2 separate regions of the Hordeum vulgare genome follow, and region 1 is linked to region 2. A link is a contact called in public Hi-C data. All regions are on one chromosome and are shown on one strand. The core of a region is the stretch at or near the end of the contact, and the rest is flanking DNA. Distances in the headings are between cores, read along the strand shown.

Region 1 (6,451 bases), core at 409-2,908, 720 kb after region 2:
GTGCGTTGTAACGGGAGAAAAATATACCACACGTTTTTAATATTTTTATAATCATTTTAATTTATTAAAATAATAAGCTAACTAACTAATGTAGTGAGTCCTATCCTATTTTGTTGAAAAATCAACCCGTCCATTGTTAATTCCACCATGATGAGAAATTGAGCGGGACAAGCAAAGCAAAACAAAGAGGCTACGTGAATTGATCAATGGACTGTTATCTTATTTCACTCATGGGGTAGAGAATGTGGGATCAGATGACAAACTGAAGGTGGTATTCCATTCTCTCTCTACAACAATGCAATCTTACATTCAATACATTCATTCATCAGCAAACAAATTCCCACAAAACAAAATTTCTTGTCGGTGCTTGGCACACGATGGGAGACATGGGGAGGGGATCTCACGAGATGATGAGTTCCTGCCGGAGGAGGGGATACGATGAGGGAAGCAAGGGTTAGGCGCCTCCATCTGGCCATAAGGAGTCGTCGTTGCCGCACCATAACCTCGGAGTTCCCCGTGTGAGCCATGGAGGCCCGCCTTCACCTGCAAGTACTTCGCTCCGCCGCGCCTTATACGTGCGCCGCCGCCGTTCTGCATCGAGCAGACGCATCATCCCAAGTCGTTGTAGCTGTCGCGTTGATTTGATCCAGAAGCTGCGCTCGAGCGCCGAAACAGGGGTAGCAAGCGGGCAGAGGTACGACCGCGGAGGCGGGTGGGTTGGGATCGACAACAGTGGTGGTTGAGGTCGGCCGCGGCGGCGAGTGGTGTGGCAACGGCGTGGACACAGGCCAGGGTGGACGAGGGTCGACGAGATGCGCTCGAGCGCCGCAACGGGGGCAGTGAGCGGGGAGAGGTACAACCGCGGAGGCGAGTGGGTTGAGATCGGCAGCGATGGCGGTTGAGGTCGGCCGCGGCGGCGAGTGGTGTGGCGGCGGCCTGGGCACAAGCCAGGGTGGCCCAGGGTCGACGGGAGAAGGCGATGCGTACGGGTATAATTTTTGCAGCGAATCGTTTTTTCCTTTTGCGTTGCACATAAATGATGGAGCGCGGATTGAATAGCAAAAATTACAGAGGAGCTTTTTTATAAAAATGCTGTAGTGGGTTTTTCGACGGAAGCAATTGCCGCTTTATTATTAGGTATAGATATCTTCGATAGACCGAGTCAACATATTTTAAGATTGACGAAGTCATTATAAACGTCTCACTATCAATCGAAACACCGCCTTCCACCGGAAGAATATTGCCTCATTTTCTCAATTTCGTTTTCCCCACAAATATACGCAGGTACGCAACTGTATATATATGTGATTTGTTGATAATAATTATAGATATTCAACTTAATACTGATGAATTGACTTGGGCATACAGAACGGCAGCACCGCAGCAGCATTACCAGCGCTATGATGTCAGATTGCCACCGCTCCTCCGTCCGAGGACGTGCGGATTTCGTCGGTGTTGAGTGTTGTTGTTGCCGCGCACTCGAAAACAAGGACATGCGCTTGGCTAACATCGCTAGGGCAGACCCGACGAATACCAGTATATACTATTACTTGTGTAATTCTACCGGCTGATCATTCATCGGTCGATCGATCTCGTGCTGGCCGTAGGCATGCTCATTCCTGAGCTGTTAGCCCATCCCTGAGCTCCACGTGAGGAGCATGGGGATCGTTGGAGCAGGCGGCGTGTTGGAGGCCGCTCGGCCGGTGGCAGCGATGGTGGTGGTGGAGCTCGTCTTCTCGGCTATGCAGATCTTCATCAAGCTCGCGCTCGACGACGGCATGGACGTCCGCGTCCTCGTTGCCTACAGGCCCATGTTCGGCGCCGCATTCCTCTGCCCCGTCGCCTTCCTCGTCGAGAGGTGCATGCCTTCTTGCCTCGCTCATCGCTCATTTGTGAAACATGTCTCACAACACAAGATAGTGAGACGAGCAGACACTACTCCGCCAGAACACAGTCCACATGAAAGATTTGTTGCTGACTAATGCGGTTGTGGTGTGGTGTGATCTCTAGGAAGAAACGGCCACCACTAACCGTCAAGGTTGTGACAGGGTTGTTTTTGTGTGGACTTTTCGGGTAACTTCTCTTTGATGACCATGCTAGCAAATGCTCTAGACTTGAACTCTTTGATTTGGTCGATAGAAGAAACACCATGTTTGTTCACATATCTGATACAAATGCAGAATCACCATGAACCAGAACCTGTTGGTGCTTGCCATGAAGCTGACGAATTCGACGACCATCGTTACAGCTCTTAGCAACCTCACCCCTCAAGCTACCTTCATCGTCGCAATCTTGACCAGGTCGGCCGTCATAATCAAAGATTTCTATATAATCAATCTCAGTTCCTTCCTGGATACTAGCTAGTCGCAGACTCACAGGCCCCACTTGGAAAACGGAGAAGCAGGATGGAGACTTTGAAGCTCAGAAAGCCCAGCGGTCAAGCGAAACTGGCGGGAACCCTGGTTGGGCTGGGCGGCGCGATGCTGCTCACGTTCTACAAGGGCCCGGAGATGAGGTTCCTCCACCGCCTGGCGCACACCGGGATGAGCCATGCCAGCGGCGGTCGCCCGCAGCCGGCGGTTGGTTCTCGGATACTCGGCTCGTTCCTCGCCATCGCCGGCTGCTTCAGCTATGCGATCTGGCTCACCGTCCAGGCCAAGGTCGTCCAGGTCTACCCGTGCCACTACTCGATCGCCGCTCTGGTGTGCGTCTTCGGCGCGGCCCAGTCGACGCTGCTCACGCTCTGCATCCACAGGGACGCCGGCCACTGGAGGCTCGGGCTCAACATCAGGCTCTACTCGTCGGCTTACGCGGTGATCAGGCAGCTGATCGGCCACTGCATGCCAACCCTGCTTCCTTCCTTCACGCCCATGCCACGTTTCTGATCTTTGATTCGTATGTCCAGGGCATCGTGGCGTCCGGGTGCGCCTTCCCGCTCATGTCGTGGTGCCTGCAGAAGAAAGGGCCCCTCTACGTCGCCATGTTCGGACCGCTCATCGTCGTCTTCGTCGCGGTCATGAGCTCCGTCGTCCTTAACGAGGCCCTGCACATCGGAATGTGATACCCTATTCAGTAACTCGCATCACATGCCTTTAAACATGGTGGAGTCGGTCTGAGTTTCTCACGGGGAGTCGCGCTTGCGCTGCCATTTTTTTCTTTTTGTAGCGTACTTGGTGCTGTGCTGATCGTGGCGGGGCTGTACATGGTGCTGTGGGGCAAGGCCAAAGAGGAAGATGAACAAGAAGCCGATGCTCCAAAACTTACTGATAAAGACGACGAGCTGGGAACGTTCCACAGGCTAACCGTGAAGCATAACGAGGAAAATACTACACTTTAGAAACGCTTTTATGTTATGGAGCGGAGAAATTAAGACCTTACGTACATTTTCTTTCAATTATGATGAAGCTACGCCATCAACCTAACCTTCCACATTCTTATTCGAGGGTTGCAAATTCTCACATCTAAATGAAAAAAAATCTTGTCTTTACACCTGTTGGAAAATTAGGCAAGTTCATTGATTAAACAAATGCAAGGAAAATTTCGGAACTACTCTCAAACATCATGATAGTACAAGAGCACAAGTAGTAATAGAAATTACATGCATGTTTGTATTTTTTTTTTCAAAAATAAATGCTTGTTTGAAGAACTAGCGACTACTCCAAAAACTGAAGCAAGCCGAAGGTGTGGCCGTTATCATCCCTCTCTCATCGAAGTTGGACAAACCTTACTGTAATGACCGTGATAAAGTCCCAAAGGACCAGCACAACGGAACAACAACAATTGCCGATAAAGAGAATCGTAGATCAAAATGATCCAACCAAAAGACACACAAACACAAACAAAAGCATGATAAAAGTAACAATTAGCACACACACTCGATTGCAACCAGGAGAGCAAAGTGGGAAAACACCTCGTCCCTACCCTTGCGGCGCGCATATCTGGCGACACGGCCGTACTCTAGCCACTGTCCAGTAGTCTTCCTCTTCCTCGACTTATCACACCATCGAAGGGATGGCAAAGTCATCGCAGCGTGAGGGAAGGTGGCGACAGGAGGGGGTCTTTGGATCTGGTGGCCGCGCTTGATGCATGGTTGTGGGGCATGGTAGTGGCAGGCTTGGTCGACTGCATTCGATGATGGTGGCGACCTTTGGGCTATGGTAGTGCGGGTGACTGGTCTGGCCTCCAGTGGTCAGCCATTGCGGGCTACTGCCAATGACGGGGTGCTTCGGGGCCTTGTGGCCTTGATCTAGCAGCGTTGCGTATAGGACTTGATTCGACGCTCAATGATAGTGCTCTAAAGTAAGATCTATGGAGGACATCTTGAGGCAAAGGACATGGATGTGTCGTAGCGGTGGTGGATTTTTCTTGCCTCGTTGGTAGTCTATGTAGTGAGATGCGAGTGGACATGATCCTATCCGCGGGTACACAGGCGGCCGCATCGGCTTGTTGCCTCCTGATATGGTGGTTCTTTGTTCGGGCGCGCAAGTGATGATGTGGTCTTGCACTACTAGGTGATTGCGGAGATGGGACCGAGGATCTTGGATCTTCATATAACAACTATGACAAGCTTGTTTTGTTGCCTCATGATTCCTTTAAACTAGGAAGGTGTTGGGCCCTCAATTGAAGGATTTATAGCAAGCGGCATTTTTTCTCAAGTGAATGATCTTAGGGTTTATCGTATCAGCGGGAATTTGTGACATAAACACATGCACAAATAAATTACAAAATTGCCTTAGCCCACAATGAAACAAGCGAGTTTGACACCCTTACTAGTCTTACTAGTTACAACAAGTGTGCACGGAAGATTTGATTGCAATATGAAAGTTAAAAAAAAGGAATAGTAAAAAAAGGTTGATCGAGGTTGAAAGAAATAGGAAGAAAGAATGACCTGGGATCCATAGGATGGCCTTAAGGTTTCTTTTTTTCCTTTTTCCTCTTTCTTTTTTCCTTTTCTCTTCGCTTTTGTTCATTTCTTTCTTCAGTTTTTTTACATGTCTTTCATTCAAAATGTAAACTTCTCGTATACATCAGCAACAATTTTTATACATGCTTAACCTGTATCCAATATGTGATTAACATTTTTTCAAATATGTATTTCAATATTTTTTTGAATTCATGTTAAACAGTTTTCAAGTACACATGTTGATTTTTTGATATGAATGATATATAATACTTCCTGTGTCCCAAAATAAGTGTCATTAATCTAGTATAAAATTTGTACTAATTTAGTACAAAATCTTCGACGCTTATTTTGGAACGGAGGGAATACATTTTTCTAAACTAGGCGACTTTTTTTAACATTGTGTTAACGTTTTTTTAAATTTCACAAACATATTTTTTAAGTGCGAGGATATATTTAAATAGAATACACAACTTTTTGATTGGTACAAAACTTTGTTAATCTGAAATACTTTGTTTACATCGTATACTATTTTAAAAAATGGCAAAACATTGTTTTGAAAGCGTGAATATTGTTGAAATGTCACATACATTTCTTTAATAATACAAATATTTTCTAAAACTTGAGCAAACTTTTTTTTATCCTGTATGGAAATTTTTAAAATGTGCAGTGAACAATTTTAAAGAACTTATTAAATACAGCTATCACAATATATGTATTTATTTTTACTCAGAATAAAAATAAAAATGAAATAAGACAAACAGATGTATGACGTCAGCGAGGAGAAACCACGCGACTACTGGGTTGGCCCACTATCTGATTCTGCTTCCGTCCCGCTACAGGATGGCCCAAATGCTATTTTGTCGCTCCTGGCAAATCCTAACTGGTCTCGCCTAGAGCTGAGCACTACTCGGTTGCTCTGATATTTTAGTTACACGTGAGTTTTTTTGGTGATTTTTTATATCGATTTTTCACTGTTTTGCATTAGTCTTCTTGGAGATTTCTTCCGTTTCAATGGTTTTAGTTGTCTTTATCTTTTCCTTGTTTTTCTACTTTTTTTCTTTCTTCGGTGTTTACCAATTTATTTGATTTTAAAATATATATCTATTATTTCACATACACGTCGGATAATTTTCGTATGCATAGGAATATGTTTACACATATTTAATATTTTACATATATATGATAAATATTTGAAAACATGTTTTGGTGTATATTTCTTTTCATACACATTGAATATTTCCCATATACATCTAATATATTTTAATATATGTGCAACATTGTATAAATGCAGGATTAAAAAATATTTTTATTTTCTAAAAATATTTTGTTATGTGCAAATAATTTATGAAATTTAATTTGTATCAAAAATGTCAGCAACATATTTAAAAAAATCTCTGGACATGTTTTAAATGTAATCTAAATTTTCTGAATGGTACAAAACATTGTTTAAAACATGTTTTATATTCTGTATTGCTTTTTAAAAATGTGACCTACATTTTCTACAAACGCATGAACCGTGGAAAATATGACTTAGAAGCAATTCTAAAT
Region 2 (6,535 bases), core at 635-3,134:
ACCACCATCGGCATCATGCCATCTTGTTGCCGGAGAACTCAACTACTACTTCGCCTTCGCTCGCTGGATCGAGGTGGTGAAGGCATCATCGAGCTGCACGTGTGCTCAACGCGGAAGTGCCGTCCGTTCAGCACTTGATCGAAACATTCGTGATTGGATCACGAAGACGTTCGACTACATCAACCGCGTTTCACAACGCTTTCGCTTAGCGATATACAAGGATATGTAGATGCACTCCCTCTCTCGTAGTTGTTCATCTCGGATCTTAAGCTTGCATGACCAGTATTGACCCACCGATGTGTCGCTTGGAGATGCTTGGATTGTTCCCACGTTGACCCAATTGGCCCATCAAGCTAACTTATAATAGGTAAATATCAAACAAAACCCCTAGAGTATTATCTCACCTCATTCTCACGCCGTCGTATTCTCCCACACATATAATGCTTGGAAGCGACATCACAGAGGCCATCAATGGCATGATGGCTTGAGCTCCAGCAAGGAGAGTAGAACGGTCATCTCAATCTCACTACAGAGTGGTAGAATGACACGTCTCAGAACATCGAATTGCTACCGACATGTCATTGTTGTTGGGGTTGCGTCACTCTTGATCACCTTTATGCCAACTTTGCAGTTTTTGCGCACTCTTCCGCGTCCTTCAGCAGTCGTGACAATTTCCCAAGTGTGGTCATGCTCGCGCCCACACAACGACCCACACGGCCAACTCTATTACAAGGGTGTAGAGGCACTGATGGTGACATGGGAGAAAGAGAGGGGGAGGGAGGGAGGGAGGGAGGGAGAGAGAGAGGGAGAGAGAGAGAGAGAGAGAGAGAGAGAGAGAGTTGGGGTGATGTTTAGAAAACATCCTCCGCCTTGATAGCCGCAGGATCTGAGCTCGCCAACCGTCCGATCTTCTTCCAGTGAGCTTCGCAACAAGGCTTGTGTTGCGTTCGTCTCTTTGCAACAACGGCCGCGTTGCAGAAACTATAGCCGCATTGTAGAAATAATTCCTGAAACAACGATCGCCTAGTAGAAACAACAATCGCGTTGCAGAAACAATTGCTTTGTTTTGTTACCGAAATATTTTTGACACATCTCTTGTTGCAAATTTTTCTTGCAACAGATCGTTTGTTGCGATATGCTTTTTGAAACAACTGCCTAGTTAAAGAATAGTGAAAGCTCATGGAAACACTCCTGAGCCGTCTGAGATCCGACGACAATGGAGACGGTCGTCGCGAGCAAAAAAGATCTGTCGACTGGACGAGGGTATTTCCCCTTGTTTTTACGGTTGCATTTAGGACTTATCATGCGTTTTACTCATAAATTTATTGTTCAAGAACTTAGTATTTGTGCATGGATCTATCGCATGATCATTAGACGCCCATGTCGTCAAGAGCCTGGCAAACATTGCACTAAACATGTTTGCACTTAGGATGAGCCAGCCAAACACTAGACGCCCATGCGGTTATATCTTCTTGCATTTGCACGGGGATGTACCCGTACTCGTGACACTACTGCATACACGGGAATCCCCTGAGCTTGTTCAAGTCCGAATAATTGTTTATAACGGCCGCATACAGATTCGAAACTGTATCATGTTCCTGCCGGTTGACTTTGCCTCCCTCACGCAGATCTACCTGAGCGTCTGTCCCTGCTCCAGCAATGCGCCATTGATGCAGAACGAGCAGGTACAGGTAAAGAAGTGCACGACCTGCTCTAAATTTACATATTAATTATCCCGATGCGCAACGGGAGTATAGCACTTAGAGAAAACTGGCGTATAGATTAAAATCTTAACCGCCTCTCCGAAGTACAGCAGTACACTGCCATTTCGAATGCCGCTGCGTCCATTGGTCGAACGGGGGCACCGGCCACTTCAGGGGGGCCCCAGCGTAAGTGCAGGGGACCCAGTCCACGCACTAGAGATTAGATGCAACCACATGGTTGCTAGGAGTAGGAGGTGATGGTTTCCCTGTTTCGTCAAGGCACCAAAGTTTGGAAATCTCCCCCTGATTTCGAGGAGAAGAAGGCAACCGGGAGGAGGCAACCAACATCATCATGGATTCACGCTAGAGCGACTCGTTTTCGAAGGTAGGCGGGCATGATGCCTTCACGAGGATGCAGACCACATGTTGCCGGCCTGCCGGCCGATCGACGACGCTGACTCGCGGGTTATATATAACCTTGGGAAATGGTTTGGTGCTGGGCGGCAGCGAAATGCCACCTTCCGTCTGTCTGCTCGACTCAACAATGTGTGATCGAAGCTGGGGGCATCGGCATCAGAGGCTCGCCGCATGGGTGCCGTGCCGGCAGTAATTCTGTCACTCGTGCGGCCTTAGAGTGTTTCCAGTAATTCTGTCACTCGTCCGGCCTTAGAGTTTTTTTTCAGCCGTTCAGCCACACGGACCTAAAATAGCGTTATCTTTTACATGTCGAAAAGCTTGTAGAAATTAGTATAATTGTTATGCAATCCCAGATCCGATAACACCAACGTTTCCGATCCACATGCGTTAATATGCCCAACCGAAGAGCAACACCGACTTATAACAGGCATTGGACCATCTCTTTTCAAAAGACTAGCCTATTAGGAGGGGACACTCTCACCCTTATAAGTCGTGTTATGTCTCCTCCTCACACATCGGTCGCCTATGGCTCGCTAATACCAACATCTCCAGCCCACCAACCATGACCGACCATCCGTGAGTCTACCGAGATCTATTCCGGGCATCTGGGCTCTGATACCACTTGTTACGCAATCCCGGGTCCGCTAACACCAGCGTTTCCGACCCACATGCGTCAACAGGCCCAACCGGAGAGCAACACCGACTTATGACAAGCCTTGGACCCTCTCCCTCCAAAAGACTAGCCTATTAGGAGGGGACACCCTCACCCTTATAAGTCATGTTATGTCTCCTCCCACAACCGATGTGGGACTAAACCCAACAATAGTCACCGTCGTCATTGTCGTCCTCATGCGCTCCACCGTCGTCTTTGCTGCACCCCTGCCCTGGGTCGCCGTGGCGAACGGGGTTGGAAGGCCCCGACGCCTCCTCATTGTTGTCGTCGAGGCTGACGCCGCCGCCCTCCTTGCGGCCGCGGCGCCAGGTGGCGATCTCCTCAAGGGTGTGGTGCTCACACTCTATCTCCTTCTAGACGTAGTCACCCCGCGCCCATTTAAGGGCGGTCTCGTCGTCGGCGGCCATGCCTAGGTGCTCTTGCTTGACGGGAAGGAGTCCCGGCTCCGTCTTCGGCTTGACAAGGCGGGAGACGCCGGGCTCATTAATGACGATGTCGCCGCTGCGCGTGCGCTACCCCAGTGACGTCTCCTACGGCTCCAGATTGGTGGAGAGGAGCGTCAGTGACCCGGAGGAGCGGGAGCGGGAACAGGACGAGGAGGACGGCGCCGTCTCCATCGGCCTTTGCGTCCAGGAGCTGCCGCGACGGCAGGAGAAGGCGGGTGGCGATGGGTACTCGTACCTCGGCGAGTTACCGTCCTCGATGTGCTCGAGGACGGCCTCTAATGTGCGACCGGGGATGCCTCACTATTGGCGGCGTCCCTCGGAGTTGTGGCGGACGCATGGTTCGACCCGTTGGTGGCGGCGAGCTGGTCGGCGTGCCGGCGTTCGAAGTACGCCATCCGCGTCGTGTTGCTGTGGGGGACGTACCTCGACAGGTTGCACAAGCTCTCCCGCAGCGACGACCTGATGCACAAGATCTCGGCCCGCCGGTCAGCTCGAGAGGGCGGCGGTGGCACCAGGACTCCGCCGGCGCTCAGCCTCCACGACCCCGTCACCCGCATGTCCAGTGGCGCCGGGTAGTCCGCCTCGTATAGAAGACGGGCCTCGTCCTCGTGGAGGTGACGGTGGCCGAAGCAATTGGTTGCCGCTCCGTCGTCGGGGAAGCATTCAACCATTTTTTGGGGAGAAAAAAAGAGAGGAGGCACCGGTGACGAAGAAGGAGAGGAGAGGGTGTCGGTGAGAGAGGTATGTGGCCACCGGCGGGGAGAGGGCACCTTATATAGCCGCGGGCGGGTGGGCACGCGGAGCAGCCCTGTGTGAACGTGTGGTAGGAACCGACGGGGCATGCGTTGTCGCGCCTTCACTGCGCCGGCCGTGAATCAATGGAAAGCTGACCGGCGGCGCAACCTTCACATTGATTTCCACGGGAAACGAGACGATGAGGACGACTAGGCGTGCCTAGAGTTTTTTTCGAGCCAAAAATGTTTCCGCTGGCGCCCTCGGGCGACCCCGAGCGCGTTGGGTTTGACCTGGGACTGCTGGAGCCAATTTCGACCCTAGCCAACGAAAAACGGGCTCGTGGCGGCGCGACTGGACCCTTTTTTTCCGCCGATGAAAGAAAATACCCGGGAGGGGCCTGTTGGGGGCGCGGGAGGAGATGCTATCAGTCAGCAATCCCATCGTTGCTTTCTTTCGGGCAGTATAGATTTCGACCCTAACATGACATCTTTTTTAGCGCCAGCGCCCAAAAAAGTCCAACCCGCGTTTTCATATCTTCTTTTTCGTTGATTTGGACCGAAATTTCAACCGGCGAACCCAAACGGAACCAAACGCCTCGGGGGTCGTGTGGGGCCACAGACTGAAATGAAAAGGTGCATGGACCGGTACTGTCGGTGACACCGATCGATTTTGCCATCGTTTTCCCTTTTCCTCCATTTTCCCATTACCTACCCTCTTCTCCCCCGCCACTCCCGCCATTCTGCCCAGATTCGCCTGCCATGCCATCGAAGAAGTATGCGCCCCCTCGCCATGCCATCGATTCCACCCAACGAAAACAGAGGAAGCTGAGGGCGCCGATGGCAAGGCCCCCTAGATTGACGAACGCCCAGTGGAAGGCCGACGTTAATCGCCGGGAGGCGGTCACCCTTGATCGGCGGAACATGCTGAACATGAAGAGAGCAAGGAACGCGACGGTGGAGCAGGAGGAGGTGTCTCGCGCGGCAGGGATGGCGAACCTTCCGCCTCGTCATCAACAGACCGGCTAGTGCCTGCAAGGCACGTGAGGGAGCCAGCAGAGCGTCGCGTCGCCGGTCAATTTCTCGCCTCCACTGTGAGGGTACGCACAATCGTTAGTAGAACAGTGCATCACTGACGCCAAGAGCAACGCCGCCAAGAGGGAGGAGAAATTGAAGTCGAGGTGGTCGGCGCTGATGACGAAGGAGGACGCCAGCTCGACCTTCTCACGACCAACGTCACCGCGAAGAAGAGGAACACTGACCTAGCGTCCTTGATGGACGCACACATGTCGACGATGGATGAGGAGGTGAAGGCGTGGTACCTGGCGGAGCGCGGCCTCATCTTGAACCAAATGCCGAGACTGGCGGCGACCACTGCCACGACGTCGAGCAGTGAAGTTGTGCCCACAACACTGACGACGACGCCGACCTCCCCCATCCCTACGACGGAGCAGCCTATCGTTTGAGTTCTACGTCTATGGCTCTTTCCCTTTTGATCGTCGGACTTTGTCTATGTTCGTTCGCCAACCCTGTGGCATGATGATCATTGTCCTGTGGCATGATGATCGTCGAACTTGTCTCATTTTTTTGTAACGGGAAAGACAACTTTGATTTTTATGTGCGTTGGGGGCCGAAACCTTGGGGCACGGCTGGAAACTTGACCCCGAGGCCGAAAAAGCGCCGGCGCTGACGCCAAACACACTTCGTCGGGTGCACTGGGGTCCAAACGGCTAGAGATTCTCGAACTTGTCTCTTCTCTCTCGCCTCCGTGGCTGCATCTCATCACCGCGACTACTCCAAAACCCAACTGCTAAAATCTTGTGCTGCAGGTGGCCAGCCGCCGTGCGACAAACTAACCGATGCTAGGGCGCTTCTCCTTTCATGGCGTGCTATAATCGTCCAAGGGTATTGCGAGGTTGGTTGGGGTAGGCCTTGAGAGGCCGAGCCATCGAGTATGTTGCCGCCATGGTTGGCCGAGAGACATGCAATCGTAGATTGCCGTCGTCATAGACGACCGGTGATGCACAACTTGTTCGGGATCGCAACATCGTCGTTGTTGCACAAACACCATCGATGTTGCGGGAACATGGCTGTACGTGACCTCCTCCATGCCGCCACGAACCATCATGTGTCGTGTCCCTATTGCAATTGCAAGATAGAGTTACAAACAGCAACAACGGTGTTGCTGTGACATCATCTTTTATTGTAAAAGTCAATAATTTTGGCAACATCATTCATATTGCAAAAGTCCTTTTACAACATCATATAAAAAGACGACGGCATAACTTATTGTTGCAAATGTATCTATAATATTACCTCCATTGTAAAAGGAGTTCTTGCAACACGACTTCTATTGTAAAAATCAAGGATGACTATCGGTCGCGAAATTGTGTCATATCTCACCACTCTTGAGGAAGTAGATCTTTGAAAAAGATTCGTCGATCGACGCATAGCAACACCATAGACTCGAATTCCCTATTCATCGCTCGTTGTGAAGCCTTGTCGGGGCTTCGCACAAGCATTCCCAGCGCTCGTTCGGGAGTGTTCCAGCCCGTTTCACGTTCC

What was found. Hi-C and Micro-C count contacts between places; a contact is called where the count stands out from the background.
Region 1: a contact with region 2 is called in a Hi-C map of leaf, with 3 times the contacts expected there. The contact joins the promoter of LOC123446916 here to the enhancer-like site in region 2. A contact is called at or near these places in 2 of 6 Hi-C or Micro-C datasets (leaf and seedling).

Annotation. Positions count from the first base shown.
Region 1 is chr4H:548,550,653-548,557,103 of MorexV3_pseudomolecules_assembly, forward strand. It overlaps LOC123446916 (WAT1-related protein At1g68170-like), which reads left to right and starts at 1,659. Exons shown (of 6, transcript XM_045123461.1): 1 at 1,659-1,858; 2 at 2,011-2,073; 3 at 2,181-2,300; 4 at 2,405-2,813; 5 at 2,906-3,057; 6 at 3,166-3,347. The coding sequence starts at 1,659. The coding sequence ends at 3,337.
Region 2 is chr4H:547,828,492-547,835,026 of MorexV3_pseudomolecules_assembly, forward strand. No RefSeq gene overlaps it. Among protein-coding and RNA genes, the nearest start is that of LOC123446911, 24 kb to the left of the region's middle. Within about 2 kb of position 1,885, at least 2 of the 3 cell types and tissues checked have open chromatin away from gene starts, as enhancers often do. A contact at or near this core is called in leaf, where this site is marked.